Linked DNA regions of Mus musculus: regions 1 and 2 are each linked to region 3. Evidence: chromatin contacts called from public HiChIP or PLAC-seq and promoter capture Hi-C data. All regions are on one chromosome and are shown on one strand. The core of a region is the stretch at or near the end of the contact, and the rest is flanking DNA. Distances in the headings are between cores, read along the strand shown.

Evidence for each region. HiChIP or PLAC-seq counts read pairs in DNA pulled down with a chosen protein or histone mark. Capture Hi-C pulls out chosen DNA fragments and counts their contacts.
Region 1: a contact with region 3 is called in an H3K4me3 HiChIP or PLAC-seq map of forebrain, with 6 times the contacts expected there. The contact joins the promoter of Macroh2a2 here to the promoter of Fam241b in region 3. A contact is called at or near these places in 14 of 39 promoter capture datasets (the 3T3-L1 cell line, the HPC-7 cell line, cranial neural crest and 8 more), 2 of 484 Hi-C or Micro-C datasets (the HL-1 cell line and cerebral cortex), 16 of 115 datasets of contacts at active chromatin or transcription factors (acute myeloid leukemia, craniofacial prominence, differentiating embryonic stem cells and 8 more) and 2 of 9 other capture datasets (adipose tissue and embryonic stem cells).
Region 2: a promoter capture Hi-C map of adipose tissue shows a contact between it and region 3. The contact joins the promoter of Hkdc1 here to the promoter of Fam241b in region 3. A contact is called at or near these places in 16 of 39 promoter capture datasets (the 3T3-L1 cell line, the C10 cell line, cranial neural crest and 8 more), 15 of 484 Hi-C or Micro-C datasets (Sertoli cells, cerebellar granule neurons, cerebral cortex and 5 more), 2 of 115 datasets of contacts at active chromatin or transcription factors (embryonic basal ganglia and embryonic forebrain) and 3 of 9 other capture datasets (adipose tissue, embryonic stem cells and macrophages).

Annotation. Positions count from the first base shown.
Region 1 is chr10:61,782,421-61,785,120 of GRCm38.p6, reverse strand. Macroh2a2 (macroH2A.2 histone) reads left to right here and starts at 1,257. Exons shown (of 9, transcript NM_207000.2): 1 at 1,257-1,338. It overlaps Gm2137 (basic proline-rich protein), which reads right to left. Exons shown (of 3, transcript XM_006514419.2): 2 at 1,488-1,970; 3 at 299-1,019. The coding sequence ends at 849.
Region 2 is chr10:62,421,134-62,423,833 of GRCm38.p6, reverse strand. Hkdc1 (hexokinase domain containing 1) reads left to right here and starts at 1,377. Exons shown (of 18, transcript NM_145419.1): 1 at 1,377-1,536. The coding sequence starts at 1,474. Gm30322 (a long non-coding RNA gene) reads right to left here and starts at 1,328. Exons shown (of 3, transcript XR_380484.3): 1 at 1,263-1,328.
Region 3 is chr10:62,109,657-62,112,356 of GRCm38.p6, reverse strand. Fam241b (family with sequence similarity 241, member B) reads left to right here and starts at 1,307. Exons shown (of 4, transcript NM_027251.4): 1 at 1,307-1,398; 2 at 2,043-2,121; 3 at 2,345-2,473. The coding sequence starts at 2,381.

The DNA.
Region 1 (2,700 bases), core at 8-2,507, 330 kb after region 3:
CCATGCATGGTTTGCAGGGAGAGCAAAAGACATGGCTGGTTCTCAGCAAAACACTCAAGCTTAAAATACACATTCTCAATGGAAAGCACTGGTCTATAAATGCCAGCGGCCCGCCTGATAAAATGGCGAGGGTGGTTGAGTAGCTAACTTCTCTCCACCCAGGCAATCACAGGTCTTCGGTGACCCCCAAAGTCCCCCACTGTGTACATAGATACAAGTACAGTTAGTTTGTGGCAGCGAGCACACATACAAAAGGTCACGGGTTTGGGCAAAGTCCATTCGCTCAATGCTAAAGATCTCGGCTTCACATTTTTTATTTTTTATTTTTTATTTTTTTTTTGCAGAAATCAAAAGGTTTCCTCCCAGAGTCCTCTGATTCATGCAGGAAAAAATCTGAGGCACCATGGACCGTCCATTCAACTGAATGCTTACGGTGACTGGCCCTAGAGCCATGTGCCCTTGACAGGGTTCACAGTACAAAAGACAACGTGGTTTTTCATCAGGGACCAAACAACTACACGCGCCCAGTGTCACCTGATACTGTCCACTGCACCGCCATCACAATGAATTTTCCAGAAACTAATACAAAAAATTGCTTCTTTAGACACTCTCTTTGTGCTTAACCTCAATAACCGTCGGGAGATGGCAAATTAACGCAATCCAATTTTTAAATGATGCCGGGGCACATGGTCTTCATCCACCAGGAAGCACATCTGGATCTCCATCACTACTAGCGAATCACCAGAATAAATTCTCGGTTCCTTCGGCGCCGTGCGCGACACAGTAACGTGTTTGGTAATTTCAGATCAGGGCTGCATCCAACGTGGCTTGCTTTTTTTTTTTTTCGTTCACCTTCTCATCCCGTAATGGGCAGATGAACGCCCACACCTCTTTCGCCCAGCAAAGGTGGGTCGAGCTATCTGGAGCCTGTGGCTGGTGACCACAAGGCCTCCGTGCCGGGCTCTAGGGAAGCGGTGTCCTCGCAGCCGACAGCTCCGCGAACTGGCCCTGTGGTTCCACTGCAGAAGGACAATAGCTCATCAAGCCCCACGAAAGCCCCCGGACCCGTCGCGGAGCCTGGGCTGGCGGGGGATGAGGCTGAGCGACTCCTCCTAGAGGTGGTTATGTGGAGAAGGAGCAATCCCTTCTCCCTCCTCCTCCTCCCCCCGCTACTATCCGCGGCCCGGAGAACTGCCGCTTGCCGCCATTGACACGCACAGATACAACCCCAAGAAAGGCAGGGTCCTGCCCAGCACCGGCGGCACGCGGGCCGAACCTGCGGCCGGGATTGGCGCGCACTAGGCCACCGGGCGCCCGGAGCCCGCGGTGCAGCACCAGGTGAGCCCGCCATGCCCATGGCATCATTGTTTCGGGGGGCGCCGGGGGTCTGGAAACAAAACCCTCTTGTCCGGGCAGTGCAGGGGCCGAAGGGAGCCACGGCGCCTCCCCGCTGCAGCCCTGAGGGCGCACCCCGGTCACCGACCCACCTCTGCCACAGAAATTAATAAATCGATCTGCCCAACTTGCTTCCTCGGGAGATAAAAGGGGGGTTTGCCGAAGACGCCGCGCGATGCCCGCCGCTGGCGAGGGGCCGGGGCACCCTGGGCCAAGCAGGGAGGATGCCGAAATGCGGGGTCCCGCGGCCAGGCTGGCGGTGCCGGGAGCCCTGGATGCGGAGCTCGGGGAGCGGGGGAGGGAGGAGGGAGGCGCCCGGGCGCCGAGGGAACCGGGAGGGGGACGCTGGCTCGCAAGGGCCGAGGGCGCGCGACCAGGGCCTCCGGGGTGCCGAGCTGGGCGCGGGGCTGACAATGGAGGAGGACGCAGAGACGCCGGGGCGGCGCGGGCGCGGAGCCGGGATGCTGCGGGAGCCGCGGGCGGAGGAGGACTTGAGGCCGAGCACTCCCCTCGGGTTCCCTTTCCGGGGCGATCGGTGCTTCCACCGGCAAATGGCGGCCCCTGAGCGGCTCGCCCTACCGGTCCCAGCTGCTTAATTTGCGCGGGAAAATAACAAAAATAATAGTAACAATATCAAGAAGAGGGGGATCAAAGTCAAGTCAGGGAAAGGCGGCAGCCGCTGCCGCGGGTAGAAATCAGCCCTGCCTCCCCGGTTGCCAGAGCGCCATCCAGGTGCACCGCTTTCCAGCCCCGCTAGCCTAGGATGGCTCCCCAGAGTGGCTTTCCACGCCTTTCCTCATGGGGGCGCCCTTAGCTCCTGCCCTCTTTGTTCCTCTCAACAATGGCCAAAGGGGCATCGAACCCCACCCCCGCCACCAAACGCCAATTGAACCTCCTTCTTCACGAGTTCAGCATTACTGATGGTGCCTGGGCTTCAAATGAGCCACGGGTGGGCCTGATTTAGGCCTGGCCATTACTGCAGCGTTTGGGCCGTGGTTCTCTTGGGATGAGGAAAGTGGGAAAGGGGCCAGTGAAAAAAACCAAAGAGTGGACGCACTCATTGGGAACTGGGCTCAGGTTGCCCAGACTGGAGCAACTGAAGCAGTTCTCCAGGTGAGCTGGCTTCAGGGGAAATCACAGCAAGAAGCCATACACCCCAGGAGGCCCCAGGCGCGATCAATCCTATGGAGAACAGCAGCCCTGGTTCAGCGTCTGTTTATGTTGAAATAAAACTGTTCAGTGGGGGGTTGGGGGGGAGAGAAAACCTTATTCAGAGTAAAATGTCTTTGCTTTTAACGTCTCAAA
Region 2 (2,700 bases), core at 128-2,627, 310 kb before region 3:
ATAGTCATTAAGCCTCAGGTTACTTAGCTAACTCACACCTGAAGGGGACATGCTCTCCTGTGCTTAGACAACACACAGTACGCCTTATAACACGAACAGCCTTTGCTGTCCTTTGCCTCAGTGAAATCCCATAGGCTGCCTGCCTGCCTGCCTCACTCCCAGGCTACTGGACACTGTAGAAGTCTTTGATTTTGGTTGTTTTCCTTCTGCCCACTCCTTGTCATAATCTCATATCCCATCCTGGAGTGGATGGCCTTGCTGGCCATCACTGAATTCACTAACCAGCCAGTGGCTGGGAGGACTGCAAAAGGTTGTGTTCCCATGTGGCAGATCCTTCTCATACCACGCATGGTGAGAGCAGAGGGCAAGAAACCAGGTGTCTCAATGGTAGTACATCCTTCCTGCGCAGCACTCCAGCAGGGCCTGGTGGCTTCCATTCTTAATGCCCCCACCTCCCAACACACACACACACACACACACACACACACACACAGAGAGAGAGAGAGAGAGAGAGCAGCCCCAAGCTACTAAAGGCTGTCTGGCTTACCACTGTGGAGTATTGATTACTTCTCATTAGCTTATCTGCCACAGTAGAGGAATTGTCTCAGCATTTTTTTTTTTTTTTGAATCTGCAGGACCAGGACACTGCTTAGCCTTAGTTAAGATGGTGCCTCAGAAGCCAGGCAGCAGTGGCACACAGCTTTAATCCCAGTACTCGGGAGGCAGAGGCAGGTGGATCTCTGAGTTCGAGGCCAGCCTGGTCCACAGCCAGAGCAGCCAGTTTTACACAGTACTCCTTATAACACGAACTCCCTCTCAACAGCAAAAGGAATTAAGGCACTGGGGCAGGGGTGGGGAGGGCAGCTCTAGAGTGCTTACCTAGCTTCTATGACGTCCTGGGTTCAAGCCCCAGCAGGAAAGGAAAAAGTATTTAAGAGACTTTATTGGAAAAGATACAGGGAGCCAATACCAGTGAAACCCATCTGGAAACAAAAAACAAAACCAAAGACGCTGCCTAGGATACCAGGAGTCTACAGTCCTGTTGCCTCGCTGAGAAGAGGAATTCTGGAACTGGGATTTAGTTCATAAATTGGCTCTGTTTTGCTCCCCCCACCCCACCCCCAACTTCTCACAAGCTTTTCCTTAGCTGAGTGGTCTTAGAGCACAGGCCTTAGTGTGTCACTTAGCAACAAGATTTTCTCGATGCTCAGTTCTCAAATAGTCAAGTGAGCCATCAATCCCCAGCCTTCCCCTCTGCTTACCTTCAGCTCCCACCAGAGCCTCCTGTTAGACAATCGAGTGTGTGGCGGAGGGAGGGACCAAAGACGGGCGAAGTTTAATCATTGAACCGAGCAGCTGGAAGTATTTAGCCCAAGCACCCACCTCCCCGCCCAAACTAGAGGCGTGCAGCACTCCGCAGACAGAGAGTGTACTGAAGACTCGGCGCTCTCGGGAACAACCGCACTTGGGAACATGTTTGCAGTACACTTGGTGGCGTTTTACTTCACCAAGCTGAAGGAGGACCAGATCAAGAAGGTAAGGACTCTGAAGCTGAGGTGTCTGGCCCAGTCTACGCTGACAGACCCAACAGACTCCCTCTCAACAGCAAAAGGAATTAAGGCACTGGGGCAGGGGTGGGGAGGGCAGCTCTAGAGTGCTTACCTAGCTTCTATAACGTCCTGGGTTCAAGCCCCAGCAGGAAAGGAAAAAGTATTTAAGAGACTTTATTGGAAAAGATACAGGGAGCCAATACCAGTGAATGTCTCAGGGAGGAAGAGGTAGTAAGTGTCCCACATTGCTCATTGTCCCTCGTCCCGGCTTTCAGTCAGAGCCTCTTGGCAAATATGGGAAATTGGAAGTCTTCAAAAAGTTCTAGGAACTTTGTGCCCAATTCAGGGCCATTTAGGGGCAAGGCCACGACGAAGGTGAGTCGTTTATAAAGAAAGAGATCTTTTTGTTTGTTTGTTTGGTTGGTTTTTCGAGACAGGGTTTCTTTGTATAGCCCTGGCTGTCCTGGAACTCACTTTGTAGACCAGGGTGGCCTCGAACTCAGAAATCTGCCTGCTTCTGCCTCCCAAGTGCTAAGATTAAAGGCGTGTGCCACCACGCCCGGCTAGAAAGAGAACTTTTAAAAGTGCATCCGATTATTCATGTGTTTGAAATCAAATGGAAATAAAGGCACCAAGAGAAAACCTGGGGTTTATTTTATGATTTTGACACAGGGTCTTATATGGCCCACTCTGGTCTGAGACTACAATCTCAGTCTCCCAAGTGCCTGGAATTACAACCTACTCGGCATGGCTGGCATGTACATTTTAACACAGTTGTAATTTTCAGCATGTCCTATTGTCCTATTAATAGGTCAGAGTTTTTTGGCTACTTTGCCCCAGCTACAAAATCAAGATGGGCTCTAGTTGACTGATGAGACCAGGATTATCTCCTGGCAGCTAAAATGAGTGCAGCCTGTGTCCCTGGTCACACTCACTGGCTGCTGACAGCTGCAAGGAGGAGGATGTAGCATCTCCATTGACAACAGGAGTCCTCTGGGCAACCAGACTCTGCCAAGGTCACCCGGGCACTAACAGTACACTGAAACTGGCAGATGCCTCCTCTAGCCTTCTAAATGCTTTTCAAACTTTGAAAGAAGAAGTATGGCCCCCTTGTAGCCCCTTCTTTGCTAGTGGGTAAACGCCGCCTGTC
Region 3 (2,700 bases), core at 58-2,557:
GAGCACAGATTTAAGATTCACTGGCCATTTAGATTTCTTTTATAATATGCCTGATGAAATCTTTCACCTATGTTTTAACTTGGTTGCTTATATTATTCATTTGCAGATACTCCTATACTCTTTCTGTCTTCCAGATGTCAGATTTGTTGTTGTTGGCTATCTGTTTTGTTTTTGTTTCTACGGTAAAATACTCTCACTGAAAATTTACTTAGGGCTATAGGAAAGGCTTTATTTTGGTTAACAATTCCATATTGCAGTTCAGGGGAAGTCACTTCAGAAACTTAAATAGTAATCACATCACATCCAATCAAGAGCAGAGAGAAACCGGGGCACCAACGCTGGCTGCTCACTTCCCCACTGGTTTTCTTTACTCTTACATAGCTCAGGGTCCAGCCTAGGGAATGGTGCCACCCTCAATGGGCTTGGTCAATTAATAGGACAATTCTTTACAGACAAGCACCAAGGCCAACCAGATCTAAATCAAACCTTAAGGAGACTCTCTTCTTGGGTGGTTCTAGGTGATAGATGCTTGGCTTGAGCCAGAGCCAACGCCAGAGATGCCTGACCTAGATTCCCACTCCGTGAGGCTGCAAAACTCTCTCAGGATTCCTACCGGAACAGTGTCAGAGGGTTGTAAAGGGAGTGAGGTCCCTGCTTCCTCCACGCAGGTTCCAGGGATCCAACTCAAGTCATCAGGCTGTGAAGCTCAACCATCTATCAGTCTCTCTGTCCTGTCTCACACTTTCCCTCCAGTCCCCTGTCTCTTCTCTGACTCTGCCTTTTCAGGCTGTCTATCCATCCTTTCTCCTCCCCACTACACCTGGACTCACTAGAGACCAAGAATTAATCTGGTGATCCCGCCCCCAACCCGCTCTGAGGGAAGCATGCTGCAAACTGAGCGAACATGCCAGTGATTCATACCTCTTCGGTCCCCAAGGAGCTTGGAGCTCCTGAGGGGCGGGGCTGGGTCCTTCTCAAGTGGAACAGGCAGAGTTAGCTGGGCAGATCTGAGCAGACTTGTGTTTACAAGTGGGCTCACCTTCTGCCTACTTCTCTTCTCCCAACCCAGGCATCCCGGGTCCTGGGCTTTTATGTGATCCCCTCTTCCCTGGTCCTCTTCCCCATCATGTATTCACCCACATTCCCCATCCCAATCCTTCTCAGCCTCCTCATCTCTTCCCGATAGTCCTTCCTCCCCAATCTAGCTGCTCCTTGTCCTCCCTTCTCCCTCCTTCCCCTCCCTTCTCCTCCAGTCCCGATGCGCAGCTGCAGTTACCCCGGCAGCCGGCAGAGGGGGCCCCGAGCCGGGCCTCGCCCCTGCGGTGCGCGCTTCCTGTGAGGTCAGGTGGGAGGAAACGGCCGCCCGTGGACGCCGAGCCCCGGGAACCGTGCGCGCAGGTGGGTGGTGTTCGCGCCGGGTCCCGGATCCGCACCCCTTCCCACCGCTGCGGGGCCTGGAGCCACGCCTGACCGAGGCGCTGCAGCGGCGCGGGTGGGCCAGCCTGCGGGATGACAAAGCACGGGACGTCGCGCAGAACCGCGACCCTGCCCGCTCCACGCTGTGCTCCTCCCCGGGCCCAACCTGCCTCGGTGCCCCGGCGGGTTGAGATGAACACGGAGGCGCTCCTCGGGTGACAGTGCCGGGCCTATCGTCACCCTTAGGGGCTGCAAAGCTGGGGTCCCCCAGAGCCGCAGCTGCAGCTCACACACCTTGTGGTGGGAGGTTGGACTTCGTCCTTTACCTGGGTGTTCCCTGCAGGTGAGGGGCAGGGGGCGTGCCCTCCGCAGCGCAGGTACACCCTCCCCAGCGTGATGTCCCCAGGTTCTGCCACCTGGGTGGAGACCTAAGAGGATCTACGTAGATTATTAGCGCCTGCTCTTTTTGGCAGTGCTTAGGAACCGCACCCTAACCCTGTTTTTTTTGTTTGTTTGTTTTGTTTTGTTTGTTTGTTTTGTTTGTTGGTTGGTTTTGTTGTTGTTGTTGTTGTTTTAACGTTAGCATACAAAACACTGCCTTCCTGTTTGTTTCTTTTTTGAGACAGGGTTTCACTTAGCAGAAGCTGGCCTTTAACCCCTGACCTTCCAGCCTGTACCTCCTTGGAGTTCTGGTGTTGATTACAGGTGTGCGTCACTTGGACAGGGCCCTGGGACCCACCCTCCCTCTCTTCCTCCCTTGCATTTTTTCCACCTCTTTTGGTTAATAGGACAAGCACCTGCTAAGGGTGGGCCACCATATGATCACCACCGAAAAACAATCTCTCAATTATCTGTAGCGGGCCCGTTGAGGTCAGGGGAAAGATCTGCCCCCTAGACGATCAATCGAAGGGCATGCATTTATTGGCAGGTACAGCGCAGCAGAAATTCCCAGCGTCCAGGGAGAATGGTGAGGATCTTGGCCAATGGGGAGATCGTTCAGGATGATGACCCACGAGTGAGGACGACCACCCAGCACAGAAGTAGCAGCTCTCAGCAGGTAGGCAGCCATCCTGAAGAGAAGTGTAGCAGCTGGCCCCAATTCCCAGTCTCCAGCGCCCTGCTTACCTTCTACAGCCGCGACTCTCAACCTTCCTAACTCCATGGCCCTTTAACACAGCTCCTCATGCCGTGCAGATCCCCAACCATAACATTATTTCCTTTGCTCCTTTGTAACTCCAGTTTTGCTACTGTTAAGAATCGTAATGCAAATACCTGTGTTTTCTG